Linked DNA regions of Mus musculus: region 1 is linked to region 2. The links are chromatin contacts, called in public HiChIP or PLAC-seq maps. All regions are on one chromosome and are shown on one strand. The core of a region is the stretch at or near the end of the contact, and the rest is flanking DNA. Distances in the headings are between cores, read along the strand shown. Region 1 has its middle 74 kb from the start of Gm31529. Region 2 overlaps Pstpip1 (proline-serine-threonine phosphatase-interacting protein 1).

Evidence for each region. HiChIP or PLAC-seq counts read pairs in DNA pulled down with a chosen protein or histone mark.
Region 1: a contact with region 2 is called in a FOXA1 HiChIP or PLAC-seq map of pancreatic cancer cells. The contact joins two enhancer-like sites. A contact is called at or near these places in 7 of 484 Hi-C or Micro-C datasets (B cells, the C2C12 cell line, the HL-1 cell line and 3 more), 9 of 115 datasets of contacts at active chromatin or transcription factors (T-cell acute lymphoblastic leukemia, bone marrow-derived macrophages, embryonic stem cells and 5 more) and 4 of 9 other capture datasets (adipose tissue, embryonic stem cells, liver and 1 more).

What each region holds. Positions count from the first base shown.
Region 1 is chr9:56,504,805-56,507,504 of GRCm38.p6, forward strand. No RefSeq gene overlaps it. Among named protein-coding and RNA genes, the nearest start is that of Gm31529, 74 kb to the right of the region's middle. Within about 2 kb of position 1,322, at least 268 of the 459 cell types and tissues checked have an H3K27ac peak or open chromatin away from gene starts, as enhancers often do. A contact at or near this core is called in the HL-1 cell line, embryonic fibroblasts and pancreatic cancer cells, where this site is marked.
Region 2 is chr9:56,126,971-56,129,670 of GRCm38.p6, forward strand. Pstpip1 (proline-serine-threonine phosphatase-interacting protein 1) reads left to right here. Exons shown (of 15, transcript NM_011193.3): 13 at 515-567; 14 at 757-890; 15 at 1,619-1,920. The coding sequence ends at 1,750. Among named protein-coding and RNA genes, the nearest start is that of Tspan3, 33 kb to the right of the region's middle. Within about 2 kb of position 1,436, at least 76 of the 459 cell types and tissues checked have an H3K27ac peak or open chromatin away from gene starts, as enhancers often do. A contact at or near this core is called in the HL-1 cell line, embryonic fibroblasts and pancreatic cancer cells, where this site is marked.

The sequences.
Region 1 (2,700 bases), core at 72-2,571, 380 kb after region 2:
CTTTGTTTTTGTTTTAATTAGGTAAAGATTTTACATGCAGGGAGCAAGTAGCTGACTCCAGAGGAGGAAAAGTTGGAAGAAAAAAAAAAAGTCAATGTGAAGGAATAAAGACATTTATTTGATGGAGGTAGGGATGCTTCGGCCTCTTTCCCAGCCCCTGCCTCACCTGAAAGTAACTGCCTGGTCCAAAAAAAAAAAAAAAAAAAAAAATCCACCTACATAGGGGCAACACTCCCTTCTGGTCCTTGTCAGCTTCCGAGTGTCCCTCTGTCCTGTGTCAGCACCTAGTAGTCTGAGTTCAGCAGGAAAGGCCGGATGCAGGCCTGGCCCTGGCCCTTCTCTCCTAGCTTGACAGGAGGAGGCCTTGACCTGCCTACAGGATGCGGGTTCACATCCTGCACCTCATCATGGAATCCGGCTTCGCCTGCTGCTCTGGTTTCTTCTTACAATCCCAAGAGACAGGAGCCCTGCAGGGCAGGGAAAGGACCCAAGGCCAGACTTCCAAGCAGAACGCTTTTGGGATGCCTGAGCCTCAGCCTGTCTGTCTTTCAGGGGTGGGGAGGGAAGGGCCCCCCACTCTTTCCCAATGTCCCAGTCTTAAACTCGTGCAGTCCAAAACAAGCCAGTTCATTGTGTTCTTGGATATAAATATTGATTCTGGTTGATGTTAACATTCTGTTCATAAAAGAATGTAACATATTTCTCTCACACCATATTAGACTGATGTGTTGTTTGGCCAAGAGAAGTAGAGATTTCTGGCTTCTGCAGAAAATGTGGACATTTAAATGCATGCAGCTTTCAGAAGTCTGGAGAGCAGACTCAGAATAGCAACGAGGGCTTTTGGCTGGCTTCAGCCCTGTCCTCCTCCATCCTTGGCTTGTCACTTTGGCGTTCCTAATCTCTTGTAATTAGGAAGCTGCTTGGCTGTCCACATCTGCTTTCATCAGGAAGGCCTATAAGGTCAGCGCTGAACATTTTTAATTTTCTTCCCTTGAGAAAAAGATCTGGGAGGTCTCCCATTTTTCTTCCCCTCTCCACGTGGGAGGGGAGGGTAAAGGCTTCAGACCAGAGGGTGGTCCATCCAAGCATTCCAACCTGGGCCAGACAAGCCCAAGAATAGGATGTGCTGGCCGCCTTGGCAAGGCAAATTCCCCACATTCCACAAGCGCTCTTCACGGGAAATCTAACTCATGAGAAAGTGGAATTCATGATGTGTATGCGTGTGCATTCGGGTGCCAGCACGTCTCACACAGACAGATCCCCGGCTCTCTGGTATTTCGTAAGAGTGGTAGAGCCCATTTCCAGATGTGGGAAGCCAGACTGGGTCGCTGTGCTGTCAGAGGAAGCAGCGCCCTCTGCTGTCCAGATCAGACAGCACCGCGGTGGAGGGAAAGGACCCGAGGGGTCTGGAAAGCAAGTTCCTGGTTAAAACCTTGGCTCACCGTGGCATGCTGGAGGCCTTGCACCTCCTTTTTCTTCCCACTGCGAGCCTGCAAGAGGCTGGCTGCCCTCGGACTAGCTGGTTCTTTTGATGTTCTGTAGCTGCGAGCCAGCCAAAAATGAGGATTTGCTATAAAACTCCAGCCTCCCGCAGCATCTGCTGAGCTAGTTCCGAGGTGAGAGGCAGTGGCGCTGACTTCTGCATGAGAACCTAGCCAGCAATCCCAAGCCAGGCGAGACAATAGGGGCAGCGTGCCCACGAGGAGGCCTCTGGCCGAGAGGCAGCCCTGTGGCCTCATTGTGCCCTTGGAAGGCGCTGGCAGAGGCCTGGCTGCCTCCGAGGCTTCCAGCAGAGTGGAAGCTGCCATGGCTCAGCTCAGGCATACTGGCATCTCCACCTCCAGGAGCTGGCAACACAGACAGAGGGAGGCCCCGCCCTCTGCCCTGTTTCCTGCCAAGAAGAAGGCTCTGCAGCACTGCCAGAGTCGATTCGCCGGGTTGAGGGAGGGGAAACGACAGAGAGCGAGAGAAGGAGAGAAGGGGAGAAGGAGAGAGGAAAGAGGTAGAAAATGGGAGAAAAGGAAGGGCGTAGGGAGGAAGAGAGGGAGGAGGGAGAGAGAAGGAGGGAGATAAAGAGGAAGAAGAGAGGGAGAGGAGGAGAAAGGAAGGGAAACGGTGAAGGAAAAGAAATGAGGAAGAAAGAGGGGAGGGAGAGAAGTGTGTGTGTGTGTGTGTGTGTGTGTGTGCGCGCGCGCGCGCGCGCGCGCGCTGCCCAAGCTCCCAAGCCAGGTGCAGAAAGCTACTGAAGCAAACTTATTGGACAACCTTTCAGTTTTGCAAGAGAAAAATAGAAGGCATAAGACAATCAGTTTCTGTTTTGAGGGGAAGATTTTTATTTGTTTATTTTTGGCAAACTGAGCTCCTCTCTGCTGGGAGGACTGAAAACCCAAACCACCAAACAGCCCCTAACAACAATGCCCTTCTCTCTCTCTCTGGGACCAATTTCCAGACAGCACAGCGGTCCTGACAAGGTCAACAAGCCGAAGCTGGGAGCGCAAGATCTTTATCTACGTGGGAAATAAGAAAATCATTTGACTGATAAAAGGAAATACAATAAATAGCATCTAAATTCCTGGCTGCATTCCCCCGAGCCCCTCCTCTGCAAGAGAAAGTGCCAGGGCAGGAATACAACTGCCACTACAGCAGGTTTAAAAATAGCACACTGCACACAGCCCTTCCTACCTTCCAGAAAGACTTCAT
Region 2 (2,700 bases), core at 186-2,685:
GAGGTAGCACGGGTGACTTCCAGGTGGCTTATGAATGGCCCAAAGCCCAGACATTTGGATTCACCAGGCTTTTAGAGGGCCATCTCCCTGGCCTGGCTGTAGTCAGGTGCCAAGGCCCTAGTTCTGTGTCCTGTGGGTGACCTGGCCTAGTCATTGCGCAGCCAAGGAAAAGACGACTTGCTTGGCCCACACTGGCTGGGCCTGGCAAGATATGTGGGAGCTGAACTTTAAAGGTAGCTTCCTCCTCCCCACAGAGCCTGGGGCTGGGGATCTGGTGGGGATGGGGCCCTGCTGGCTGCAGGTGCGGAGATGACCAGGAGAGTGACCATGGGAGGAGAGGATGCTGAGAACGAAGGGACTATCAGGAATGGCTGTGGGGAGGCCTGCTGCCATGGAGGCCTGTGGTGGTAGCAGGTTGGCAGAGGTCCTGAAGCGCTGAGAATTCCCAATTATCCCCTTTGCTTCCAGTGAGGTAAGGCAAGGCCTACCCCTCTTCTCTCCTCCCTACCACCAGGTTCTCTGGGCTGCTACATGGAAGTCCCAAGACCACACCTTCTGCTCCTGCTGGTAAATAAGGGGGAAGGGCTAATGGGAGAGGGGACATGTCTCCCACCAGTGGGGATGAGAGGACTCCTGTATAGCATTGATGGAACACTAATGTCCCAGAGGGAAAAGGTATTCTGTCCAAGAGTGTGGATGGTGTAGGATTAAGCCCCACCCCAGCAGTCTCAGATTCGGGCCTCATCCTGCTCTCAGCTTCCACAGAGACTCTGACTCCCACCCCTGAGCGGAATGAGTTGGTCTACGCATCCATCGAAGTGCAGGCGACCCAGGGAAACCTTAACTCATCAGCCCAGGACTACCGGGCACTCTACGACTACACCGCACAGGTGAGGGCTTCCCCTTGTGCCTGGGAGCACGCCTGGGGCGTGAGCACTTACATAGCACCAGAGACTGGAATAGTTCAGTGGACATCTGCTGGACCAGGATCTGCTGTGGATAGATCAGGCCTTGTGCACAATGACCAAAAATGAGTCCTTGAGCTGCCCTGGAACTATTTCCTGACATCCTTGGAGAAAGGTGGGCAGGGCACCCACAGAGCATCTGTGCTTGAGATGGACTGAAGTCCAACACAAGCCCTGGGCTTAAGGGGGTAGGGGTAGACCTGGAAGGCAGGCCCTGAACTTGGGCTAATACACCCACACATATAGGCAGACATGTAGGCAAGCTAGATGGGGCTGTACTGAGGTCACATTCAGGGGTACAGACCTGGACAGTAACAGGGTACTCAGGTAGCAGTAGATTGCTGTGTGATTTGTCTAGAGCTTGCCCTTACGTTGTGACAAGCACTTCTGAGGAGCTGCAGTGGTTGGAGCAGTGAGAGAAGTCCAGGATGGGAGGTCTCCATGACAACCTGAGCTTGTTAGGAGGCCAAGTGCCTTTGGGGAAACCCCACAGCCTGTCTATCTGCAAAGGAACCACTCTGGAGGCCTTAGCATGACTCAGCAGACTGCTTGCCCTGGGAGACAAACATGCACTGCCAAAGTGGGGGCCGCAGAGCACAGCACCCCGTCCTGGTGGCTCCTCCCATCTCACACACTTGCCATTTCTTGCCCAGAATTCTGATGAGCTGGACATTTCCGCGGGAGACATCCTGGCGGTCATCCTGGAAGGGGAGGATGGCTGGTGGACTGTGGAGCGGAACGGACAACGTGGCTTTGTCCCTGGGTCGTACTTGGAGAAGCTCTGAGGAAAGGCTAGCAGTCTCCACATACCTCCGCCCTGACTGTGAGGTCAGGACTGTTTCTTTCCATCACCGCCCAGGCCTCACGGGGCCAGAACCAAGCCCGGTGGTGCTGGGAATGGGCTGGGTGCTGGCTACTCTCAATAAATGTCTCCCAGAAGGAGTAAAGCGGCACATTCTTCCTTTGCTGGGGTCCTTTTCTCTTACCCAGTGTCCAGGGCCTCGATCCAGAGAGCCAGAGTATACAGAGGCTGGGAGAACAGAGCTCTGCCACTAACAGGAGCAGTCAGGCCCAGTCTCAGCCAGGGACAGAGGAGAGGCCTCGACCCAGGTGCCCGAAGCTCCCAGGCTGCCAGAGCTACATTCATACTTGGGACAGCCAGGAAGATGCAAGTGAGAGGGGCTCAGGAGGGCCACAATGAGATGAGGCATCCTGTGACAGGGAAGTGGGGCACAGAAGGATGTGGAGAGGCGGCAGCAGCCACGTTTGCCAGAAGGCAAATGTCTGAGCATACATAAGAACATAGGGGATAAGAAGACTGCTGGGGACGAGAAAGTGCTGGTGGCTCTGGAGGCGGCACACAGCCCTCAGTGTTCCTCCTTGACACGACCCCGTCATGTCTGTGCCTACCTCACAGGAACCAGCTGTGGGCCCGTGGCTTCCCTGCCTGCCCACCTGGAAGCCAGCAATAGAGGCCTAACCATGTACCAGGCAAATGTCAGCAGCCAGAGGTGAAACTGTGAGCAAGTATGGTCTAGAGAGGGGGGAGGAGGGGGTTGCTGCAAGGCTCCTCCATGTTCATCACCAATGCATCTCCATTCTCTGATCCTCACCGGAGCAGAAAGGCAGGCTTGGCTAAGCAACCATGCAGATTGACAAGGCTGGGCCGCCTTTGGGTTGTGCTCTCTTATCCATCTCAGACATGAGGGCACTTTACAGGCTGGGTCCAGGCAGC